2 separate regions of the Mus musculus genome follow, and region 1 is linked to region 2. The links are chromatin contacts, called in public HiChIP or PLAC-seq maps. All regions are on one chromosome and are shown on one strand. Each heading gives the region's core, a stretch centred on a gene start, on an enhancer-like site or on the middle of the called end of the contact. The rest is flanking DNA. Distances are from core to core; before and after follow the strand shown.

Region 1 (6,076 bases), core at 2,228-4,727, 36 kb before region 2:
CAAAGAGAGATCTCATCTCAAACAAAACAGAATGAAACAAAATCAAGACTAAACAAAACAGAGGGACATCCACTTGACTTGGATGTTGGGAATTGTCCGATGGCACCACAGGGCTCATGAAGTTCGAAGAGGAAGGGGTATTTCTGTCCACTACTTAGCCCAACAGAAAAATATTGATTATATTTAATAATAATAATAATAATAATAATAATAATAATAATAGCAATAATAATAATTTTACCATCTGTTGCTTTCCTTCAGTGTGAATGTGATACATTCTGGAAGGATGCTAACAGTAACGGTGATGTCTGAATGTAATGGGGAAAAGTAGGTAGGAAAGAAAGATTACAGAAGGCTCACAGCCTTAGCCTAAGAAGTGGGCAGTTAAGAAATCACTTTCAAGTTTGGGGGAAAAAATTAGAGTTTTGTTTTTGTTACCCTGCTTATATAGGCATAATACCAATGGTAAATCCTGGAAAATGCAGGAGGGGAGGGGTGGCACTGAGAAGGCTGTGGGCATCCTCTGAAGCACGAGGATCACTGAAGCCGGAGTAGAAACAAAGATCACAGAGCCCAGCAGCACAAAAACTGTGGTAGTTAAAAAGGTGCCTCCAGTGTGTGAGGCTCTGGCTAGGGAAGAGTTGGCCGATAGAGCACAGCAGGTTTTTCATAAATTTCAGGACTCTAATTTGTTTGCTGTACATGTCTCACGTTTACAAACCTAAACATAAAGTTATTTTAAAAGCCACCAGGCTCTAGAAGGTAAATTAAACCATAGAAACTGATAGAATGTCTCGGCCTAGAACCCAATGCAAAGGAAAGAGGGGGTACTTGGGGCAGAGTCACAATGGGATTTAAGAGGACAGGAAGGTAGTAAGGACACAAAGAAGGCACAGGAAAGATGGAACAAAATACATAGGTCAGCTTAGGAAAGGACAAGGGGAGAACACACTAGCTGCACCAAGCCTGGATGATGAGCTAAATCAGCAGTTATCAACTTGTAAGTGGTGACTCATTTTGGGGTCAAACAACCCTTTCACAGGGTTCACCTAGGCTATTGGAAAACACAGATATTTACATTATAATTCATAACAGTAGCAAGATTAGAGTTATGAAAGTAGCAATGAAAATAATTTTATAGTTAGAGGTCACCACAACATGAGGAACTATATTAAAGGGTCACAGCATCAGGAAGGTTGAGGGACACTGAATTAGATGAACCCCTGTCTGGAATTGGAAAAGTTCATATCTCAAAGCTGATTCCTCTGTGAAAGAAGCAGGTCCTCTGAAACAGACCAAGTGCATGGACTAGAGCTGAGCTTATTGGGTGAATCCTGTCCACCCCTGCACATTCCCAAGTGCACATAACCAGTGCACTGGCAAGAGAGAAATCAAACAGAATTCATCCATGATTGGATTTTGGCAAGGTAGGCAAAGAAGGCAAGGGACAGGCATATTCTAGAAACCCGAAGGAAAGAACAAACTGGAAGGTCAATTAGCAAAAGGTGTATTAATCAAAAGTCAATTTTGCAAATGGTAAAAAAGTATTTCAATTATGTAATGAGCAATTCTTTCAAATGCAAAGCAGCAGGGAAAAGGAGTGTTATGTAGTGCAATCCAAATAACTAGCACACCATAAATTATATTTGCACGGTGTTTTATCAACTCGGGCTAGAGTTGAGCTCCCCATTCTGTCTGATAAAGCTGAGGCTCAAACTTCAGCATGTTCCTACCCAAACTCATTGAAGACTAGACAAAGACTAAACAAAAGAGCCTCGTTGGTACACAGACCTCTTGATTAGCACCAGCCAGATATATAAACATTTCCAAAGTGCTTTGGGACAGCCTCCATGAAGATGAAAGAGTCATGAGAACATGGAATGTTCTGGAGAAGGCATGAGACTCTTGAAAGCAGCCCACTGGACATCATAAGAACTAGGTTCTGTTTTTCTAAAATTTCATGGACTGGCATTTGGAAACGCTGGTCCTTTTCACAGTCCTGGGTGGAGTTTGAATGAAGGCTCAAACTTGGAAAGAATCTTGTCAGGTGATGGTGAATTATGGTCCAAACTGCTCAGTTTGCAAAAAGACCAAGAGCTGCTTCAACCTGGTGGCCTTGAATTTTGTGACATGAAATGAAAAAGTTATCCTTATGGTGTGTTTGGGGGATACAGGGTACCCCTGAAAGAGTTTGGCATTTTTCTACCATCCATGAGTAGACTGAACCAAAGTCTCTTTGCTGCCAGAGACCAATTCTGGCCTTGTATTAAGATTCTTTAGAGGATACAATTTGCTAAGATACAATTTGCTAAACACATGAAACTCAAGAAGAATGAAGACTGAAGTGTGGACACTATGCCCCTCCTTAGAATTGGGAACAAAACACCCATGGAAGGAGTTACAGAGACAAAGTTTGGAGCTGAGATGAAAGGATGGACCATGTAGAGACTGCCATATCCAGGGATCCACCCCATAATCAGCATCCAAACGCTGACACCATTGCATACACTAGCAAGATTTTATCGAAAGGACCCAGATGTAGCTGTCTCTTGTGAGACTATGCCGGGGCCTAGCAAACACAGAAGTGGATGCTCACAGTCAGCTAATGGATGGATCACAGGGCTCCCAATGGAGGAGCTAGAGAAAGTAGCCAAGGAGCTAAAGGGATCTGCAACCCTATAGGTGGAACAACATTATGAACTAACCAATACCCTGGAGCTCTTGACTCTAGCTGCATATGTATCAAAAGATGGCCTAGTCGGCCATCACTGGAAAGAGAGGCCCATTGGACATGCAAACTTTATATGCCCCAGTACAGGGGAACGCCAGGGCCAAAAAGGGGGAGTGGGTGGGTAGGGGAGTGGGGGTGGGTGGGTATGGGGGACTTTTGATATAGCATTGGAAATGTAAATGAGCTAAATACCTAATAAAAATGGGAAAAAAAAGATTCTTTAGAGGAACTGAACATATATAGAACAATTGCACAGAAAAGGGATTTACTAGAATGTCTTATAGGTTATAGTCCTGCTAATCCAACCATGGCTGTCTGCCAATGGAAGATACCAAGAATCCAGTAGTTGTTCAGTTCATGAGTCTCAACGTCTCAGCTTGCCTTCAGTATACACTGGAATTCTGAAGAAGTAGGCTCTAATGCCAGTAAAGGAAGGGGCTTGCTAGTGAGAGCATCAGGCAGAGACAGCAAGCTTCCTTCTTCCATGTCCTTCATATAGACTGTAATCAGAAAGTATGTTCCCTATTAAAGGTGGATCTTCCCACCTCAAAGGATTCCAAGTAAAAGTGGTTCTTCCCAGTTCAAGTGATTTAATTATGGGGAAAAAAAAAACCCTAACAGGTGAGCCTAGCCATTTATGTTTTAGTTAATTCTAGATGTAGTCAAATTGACTACACAGGCCTCTTGGTTTCCTGCTGCTGCTTAGAGCAAGTGCAGAAACACTATCTACCAATGCATTTGCACTAGTGTTTTGTGCTAAAAGAGGAACTGAGAGAAGAAGGAGACCATGCCTGATGCTGGCTGACACAGGTCTCAGAGGTCTCCATGGCAGTTTCCACTCTGGGCTCCATGGTTCCTGGGATCATGGCCCGGGTATTCACTGTCTTTGCTCCCTTGCATTCTGAACTATAGTGAGAGATATATCTACACACTTTTGTTTGCTCTTTTGTTAATTGGAGTATTGATTAGGATTGTTTGTGCCCTGAACTTTGATATAAACATTAGAGGTGATAAACCTAATACAGTCGAGCCTATTTCCTTTCTCTCTAGACCTCGATGTTCTTTAACTGCATCTGATTTATTATTATTATTATTTTCACTTTTAACCAACGTTTTTATTTAAATGTCATTTCTTTTTGGCCAGACCTTTCAGAAGTGGCAGTGGTGAGTATATTTGATATAAAAATATGTTTTTCATAGACCCTCAGAGAGAACTTTTTAAAAAAGCAGTGTCATTCACCACATACAAAATTTATAAGTCCCACGCAGACTTGGAAGCCTGTCTTCTTTTATGCTATTAGAACATCTGCAGCTTTGGGAGCCCAATTAGAGATTGTCTCTTTTAGGCCAAGAAAGGCTTTTCCAGTGTGTCTGTGTTAGCTTTCCACCACCACCATAAATGTGTGAGATAATTTGACCCACAAAGGGAGAAGGTTGGCTTTCCTTGTGGTTTTGGAAGTTTCAGTCCGAGGTGGGTTGGCCTCATGGCTTTTGGCCTTTGTCCAGGCTGTCAAATCCTAAAGCAAACTGCTTATTTTATTAAAGCTAGTAAGCAGATAGAAAGTCATGAAAGAGCCAGGCTCCCACTCTCCTCTTTAAGAGCATATGCTAAGTATCCAGAAACACTCCCCTGCCCGACTAAACCCAGTCTTTTGAAGGTTTCATCATTTTTCATTGGCACCACTGGTAAGGTGTCAAGATCCACATGGGTCTCTGGAGAACACATCAAAACAATGGTAATGTATGAGTTACCAACAGTGCCTTTGACCATTGGAGGGACTATTGCTTGCATATGGAAGCTCTCAGGCTGATTATGAGAATGGAATTGTGGGGTAAATGTCAGTCAATTCTAGTAACACTTGAGCTATGCTATATGGCAGTTGGGATTAAAGGAGAAGCAAAAGGCTAAGGAAAATACAAGGAAGAAATAGCAAAGCAGGGTGGGCATGGTGACACAGGCCTGTCCTCTCAGCATTCAGGAAGCTGAGGCAGAAGGATTGAATGTTCAAGGCCAGCCTGGGGTAACTGTTGCTCCAATGAGATTCCCACATAAAAAACCAAACAAGGCTGAATGAAAAGTCAGGCATGGCTTGACACATAGTCATTCTGACCCTCAAGATAGTGATGATGTTTTGCCGACCATGTCCTTATCAGCTGGTGTGCAGTTTCTTGAGCTGCTTTGTAAGTAGGCTGATAGTAGATCACGGAGGCCCTCTTTTTGTCTATGGAAAGACAGGACAGTAGAAATGTGAGTACTTTACAATAGCACTTTGCAGGGATACAGCCATCTATGCATGGTTAGTTGGCATGGAGCTACAGAAGTTACTCCTTCCTATGTCCGCCTAGGAACAACTAAAAGGAATCATTTATGCTGCAGGCCTGCCTTGAGACTGTGCTGCAGGTGGGCTTCAACAAGGACCCAGGCCTTAGTTCCATCCCCTGCCTTGTTGACCTTGGCCCTTTTATTCTGAGAATAGTGTCTCAGTGAATCTTGTGCAGCACTGTCTCAATAAACCACACTGTTGGAAACCCATACCTTATATACAGGTATGACAGATTAGGTAGTTTAAAAGGAAAGAAATGACTAGTGGTAGGGAGACAGGGTCTGGGAGCTCATTTCTTTAGCATTACCTTGAAGACCACAATTTCGCCGGGCATGGTGGCACACACCTTTAATCCCAGCACTCCGGAGGCAGAGGCAGAAGCAGAGGCAGGTGGATTTCTGAGTTGGAGGCCAGCCTGGTCTACAGAGTGAGTTCCAGGACAGCCAGAACTACAAAGAGAAACCCTGTCTTGAAAAACAACAACAACAAAAACAAAAACAAAAACAACAAACAAAAAAGAAAACCACAGTTTCATCTCTAGCTCCTCAGCTTCATGCCTGGCATTTACAAAATAATGGACAACAAATGTTTTTTTTTAATTATACACACACACACACACACACACACACACACACACACACACACACATTTATATATACTGTAGCTGTCTTCAGAGACCCCAGAAGAGGGCATCCAATCTCATTACAGATGGTTGTGAGCCACCATGTAGTTGCTGGGACTTGAACTCATCACCTCTGGAAGAGCAGTCCATGTTCTTAACCACTGAGCCATCTTTCCACTCCAACAAATCTTATTTGTTTGTTTGTTTGTTTACTCACTTACTTACTTATTTACTTATGTCAAACGAATTTGACTTGGAGTCCATCGAGTTTGAGAAAGCATCAAAGTCTGAGATACAGAACAGGAACTCAATCAAGAAGGTTGTTATACCAGCTAGAAATTCAGATCTCTTATAGTGGAGGGAGCAATTCAAGAAAAAGGCAGTAATTAGTGTCAAGTG
Region 2 (5,555 bases), core at 2,441-4,940:
GATTCCTGGTTATGGGTTAAGTATTGAAATTTATTTTGTTTTCAGTCAATTTCCCCCTGTTTCTTGGGTTAATTTTGAACTCCAGGGCTAAATTAACCCCCCTACTGTAGTCTTCTGAGTAGCCAGCACCACAGGGGCTATGCTGACTAGTTTTATATTGACTAGATACAATTGAAAGTCATCTGAGAGGAAAGAGCTTCAATGAAAATTCCTCTTGAAGGTAAGCCTAGGGCATTTTCTTAATTAGTGATTGATGTGGGATGGCCTTTCACATTGTAGTTGGGGACACCCCTGGGCTGATGGCCCTGGTACTATAAGAAAGCAGGCTGAGCAAGCCATAGGGAACAAGCCAGTAAGCAGCATTCCTCCCTGACTCTATTCCTGCTGTGTTTCCATTCCTGCTCTGACTTCCCTAAGAGGAGGATCATGACCTGACATTTGAAAGATGAAGTGAACCTTTTCCTCCCTGAGTTGCCTTTTTGGTCACAGTGCATCCTTACAATAGTACTAACCCTTATATGCTACCATATCCAGCAAAAGGATGCATTTCTAGAAACACACTTAACTGTTAATTCAAGAATGTTGTATGCTCTCAAAGGTAGGAAGTTTTTAAAACATTCTTCATTAAGGGTAATTCCTTTATTACAGGGCCTAAGAGATATTCAGAATTAACTATTAAAAACATATGTTGAATACAATGTAGGCATATTATTGCTTTAAACTTACTCTAAGAGTTTTTCTATACTATGCTTTTATAATTTCTCACCTAAAACTACATTCACCAATAAACACATTTCACACCTTGGCAGATGATCTATAACCCTATTAAAAAACTAATAAAAAGATCAAAAGGTATAAGAAAATGTAGGAGCTTAACTGTAGCAGTTACTTATGATTATATATGTAAATATATGTATGCTTGCATGCACGCTCCCCACTGTATAACAGAGCACTTCAGAATTTAGTGACCTAAAAACAGTAGTCATTTTATCAAATTTTACGACTCAGAAATTTGAGCAGTGCTCTATTGGGTGTTTATTTTGTTCCAAGTAGGATCAATGAATCTTACTGAATGAGATTTATCTGGTGGATGAAGTCAACATGAAGCCATTCACATTTCATAGGAGATACTGAGAGGCAGGGGTTAGTCGGCAGACCTGGCCAGGGTCCACATCCAGTGGCCTTTTCGGCGAGGCACTATCATAGGAGTTGAATTTACATGTCAGCCCAGAGCTATCAGAGGGAATAACCCAAACTAATATACTGAAAATGCAAAGTTCCCTTTGGCTTAACTTTGAAAATCTTAAAATATATCTTATTCCAGGTTCTATTTTTTAAGGTAGATTATAACCAATTCAAGAGTGAGGGTTAAAACTCTATCTTTCTCTTTCTCTCTTTTTTTTAAATTTTGAAATTAAAATATGATTATATTATTTTTATCCTTCCCTTTCCTCCCTCCAACCCTTCCCATGTACCCTACTCCCTTCTATTTATTTTTAAAAATCAAGTTCACAAACTATGTTTTTAAAAAAATTATTGTTGCATATAGTGGAAGAGGTAGGGGAAACCCTGAAAGAGCCAGAGAAACAGGAGTTTGCTTTGCGATTTCCTCTTCTAGACCTGTCAGGGAAGCTACACCCAGGAAGACTCATGAACATGAGCTGAACAGGGATGGCACCGATAGACATGCTAACACGAAAAGGGGGAAGTCTCATGGGGCCTCAACCCTAGACAAAGAACTCCATGCAACTACGACATTCTGGGAGCAGGGAAAATAGACTCCTAATTACAGGACAGCAAAGACATTGCAATGGACTTATTCTACAATACAGGTGGGAAACAGGTAGAGCACCTGGGCACATTACCACTAGGCTTTCAGCTCCGATCTTGGACTAAATGTTCACTTTGCAGTGTATTCTAGTCCGGTTCTGATGGAAGACAAATGGAATCCCTGAATTTTAACAGTGTCAGATTGATTTGTTCTACAGCTGCCCCATACTTTTTTTTTTTTTTTCTCACTAAGTCATTGTCAACATAAACCATGATCAGAGGTTCTCTGCAGTGACATTTATTTGGGATGAGCAGAGCCCTGGGAGAGAGGAGACGAACAAGAATTAACCACAGATATAGTCAACAGGGTTTGAGGAAGGATTCGACTCTAAATTTAAAAAGAGATAAACTTACAAAAACGTCTTGAATATCAAGACTTTGGGTTTTGGAGGAGGGGGGAAGAAGGTCTTGAGGTGGGTTCCCTTGTATAGTTTGTAGGATTGCTAGGCAAATTCTCTGCGTGAGCATTCGTATGGACTGCTGCAGTCTTAATGTTACAGATAATCCTATCCCCTTCCCGACCCCCTGTTGTGGGAGAGGTGCGCAAAGCAAGCTGGCCTATTAAAACAAACATCTTATCAACCAAGAAACTCCCTACCTCAGACAGGTATGAACACCCCTCCCCCAATAATACTGTCAAGTTCTAATTTTGTTTGGATCTGACAAGGACTTCATCCTAATATCATCAGTTTTTATGAATGAATATCTGACCAGAACGTTCTTTTTGTGTGGCCCCTGATAGTCATAAGGTCATTAAAGGTGAAGCTAGATGCCATTCCAGAGAGAAAAACCTGGCTTCATTTTGAAGATGAGGAGACTACCGGGGTCTCAAGAAGTTACGTGACCTGTCCAAAGCCAGAAACTGCTAGTAGAGTCACACCCTACTGTGAAGTTTGGAAAGAAACAACCACTGATTTATCTGTGGAGAGGCATCTTCTAGCCAAATCTTCCTTAAGCAATACCCATCTACCTGGATTTGCAATCTATTTAATTACTAGTTCTGAGTACAATTGATGCATCTAATAAAACTAACCCATGATCCCAGGCAATGTCCCACGGCAGAAAAAATCCCATCAAGACTCAGGTGCAGGCATCGGGCCACTAGCTCCTGGAGTTGGTTTCACGCTCTGCCATTTTCAGATGCTTTGGTTGTTATTTTGCCTAGAAGTATTCTTACAGCAGGTTTGCCTCTGGTCCTTAGAACCATAGTCTTCAGCACTCCACTTAGAACCAGCCTGTTCATTGTATAAATGCCGACGTTTTTCTGCCCAGAGCACAAATGTGGACTACTCACTGATGAAATAAATGTGCTGGCCTAATTCTTCTTGCTCCTTTGTTTCGAGAGAAGTTTGCTTTTAAGATGAGGGGACAGAGAGCTCTGACTTTTATTTTATAGACCGCAGGGATTCTAGGTGGCCTTAAGTACTGTTCCCGAAGCTTGGATTTCCTGTTTAGAGGGTGCACTGTCAAGATTAGCTTTTGTCTTCTGCTGTGGCTAATTTGTCTTCCTCTTGGAGCAGCCAGTGGGGGCGGGGGTGTGGGCAGGACCGGTCTGCTGATGGAGACACCTCCTTCCACTCTCTGACCTGGGCGGGATCAGGCTTCTCGCTTGGCTGGGAGGAGCCCCAAGGGGGCGGATCCCGGTCCACAGGGGGCGGGGCAGCTGACCCCTGGCCACTCCCGGGGACCGTGGAGGGGGGCGCGTCCCGGTGGAGCTGGTGCCGCGCGCTCGGGAGTGGGTTGGCTTCGCTGGGGCGGGGCGGGGCAGGGCGGGGCGGCGGCGGGATGGGCTGGCTGGGACGCGTGCGGCGGCGGCTCCGGGGGGCCCGGCTCCTCCCCGCCTGTGCGCCGGAGCGCCGGCGGCCGCGCTGAGCTGTGCGGCGCGGGCCGGGCGAGCAGCCGCCTGCGCCCCGAGCGAGCGGAGCGCGGCCATGCCCGGGCCCTAGCGCGCTACCGCAGCCCGCGCCCGCCGCCGCCTCTTCAATGGGCAACCTGCTCGGCGGGGTCAGCTTCCGCGAGCCCACCACCGTGGAGGACTGCGACTCCACCTGGCAGACCGATTCGGAGCCCGAGCCCGAGCAGCCGGGGCCGGCAGGCGGTGGCGAGGGCCAGCAGCACGACGAGCCGGAGCAGCCCAAGCAACCTCCCGAGAGAGCCGGAGGGCGGCCCCGCGCCAGCCCCGTGCCCGAGGACCACGCCGAGGCGGCGGGCGCGGAGCAGGTACGCGGCCCCGGGACCCACGGTGGGCCCGGCGAGGTCGTGCTCCCGGCGCCCGGGAGGGGACTGCCCCCGGGGATGCAGGGCGGGATGCTCGGCGTGCTTGGCCCGGGCACCCGACCTAAGGGAGCCTGCGGTGCCCAGGTGGCTAGCTGCTAGCCCAGGGGGCCTTGCTGTGAACCTCGCAGGGAAGTCTCCCCAAGGCAGACCCCGACCCCACTCGGTGTTCTCTTTGCCTCTGCAGCGCAGCTGGGTGATGCGAAGGTGGGGTGGGAGGAACTAAACTAAAAATAGAAGATTGTGAGGAGGACCCGGCCAGTGCCTGTTATTGATTTTTTTTTAATTTTAATTTTTTAAAAAAAGATTTAAAATATTATTCAGAGCAAGACAACTGCAGTTGTGAAGCGGCCCGCAGCCTCCCCCTCCCAGCGAGGGTCCAACGGGCATTAAAAGTATCACAGAAGGTTCCTGAGCAAACTTAAAATAACACCGTTCATTTCCCCAAGAGAAACCTTTCAACGACTTGAGTATTCCTTTAACATTTACGTTCACCCAGAAGACTTGTTGATCCAACCAAGCTTAAGTCAGTTGACCAATACAATTAGGTAGATAGGTTAGAAGAGAGATAGATGGCGTCCCTTAACCTCTTGTGGCTTCAGAAACTTTTAAAAGGAGGAACTGTATATTTTTAAAGAAGTCTGCACCGTTTAAGGTTGGTGGTTCTGTATTAGGCCTCCCTCTTACAACTTGAAGGAAAATGGAGCCCAAAATCCAATGTGACTTTAGGGGAAGCATCACCTTTCCAGGAAGTCCGAGCCTTCCCATCCAGGTTAATTGAGCGTGTTATTGAATGGAATGCAATTTCCAGGTGTGCGGTCCGTTTTAATTCCCCATTTTGGAGAACTGTGAGCCTTAAAGGAAATCTTGCCCAAAGCATACGAGGAGAAAAGTATGTCTGTGGCCAAAGTGAGGGCCTTGGCCCTGCTAATGAGATCTTGGCCGCCCTTGTCTTCTGTTCCCGTTTGTATTTTGCACTTAGTGTTATGTGCTCAACCCCAAAACAATAGCGCATGCCACATTTCAGCGTCTTATCCTCCCATTTGTCTTCCAAGTAAATAGCAAATAGCCACTGAGAAGTTTGGAATTAAAGAAACAAAAACAAAACTTGTTAATACAATTAACTAGGTCAATTGTAAAATAACATACCATTTCAACAAATACTCTGCAACCTGAGTAAGAATAGAGCATCCTTTAATTGTTAATTTTTGTTCCTGGAAGTTCCACCAGACTTCTTAAATAATCGTTGTGACGCTGTTTTGACTCCTTACTCTATTTGCCCACTATGCGGACCGGTCAGTTCCCCCTTTAAAGGAGGTTGCAGACTGGTTTCACCCGCTCACTGTCTTTGCTCTCATCCATCTCTGTAAACGTTAGACAAAAGATGGTACCACTAACTGAGGTGAGGAAACCTGGGGTGAAAGATGTTTCAGAGGTTAAGTCAAGGCTTA

The links. HiChIP or PLAC-seq counts read pairs in DNA pulled down with a chosen protein or histone mark.
Region 1: an H3K27ac HiChIP or PLAC-seq map of microglia shows a contact between it and region 2, with 4 times the contacts expected there. The contact joins the enhancer-like site here to the promoter of Ogfrl1 in region 2. A contact is called at or near these places in 3 of 39 promoter capture datasets (fetal liver, macrophages and neutrophils), 3 of 484 Hi-C or Micro-C datasets (macrophages, neutrophils and peritoneal macrophages), 3 of 115 datasets of contacts at active chromatin or transcription factors (bone marrow-derived macrophages and microglia) and 3 of 9 other capture datasets (adipose tissue, liver and pancreatic islet).

What each region holds. Positions count from the first base shown.
Region 1 is chr1:23,416,577-23,422,652 of GRCm38.p6, reverse strand. No RefSeq gene overlaps it. Among named protein-coding and RNA genes, the nearest start is that of Gm19673, 20 kb to the right of the region's middle. Within about 2 kb of position 3,477, at least 13 of the 459 cell types and tissues checked have an H3K27ac peak or open chromatin away from gene starts, as enhancers often do. A contact at or near this core is called in microglia, where this site is marked.
Region 2 is chr1:23,381,310-23,386,864 of GRCm38.p6, reverse strand. Ogfrl1 (opioid growth factor receptor-like 1) reads left to right here and starts at 3,690. Exons shown (of 7, transcript NM_001081079.1): 1 at 3,690-4,050. The coding sequence starts at 3,814.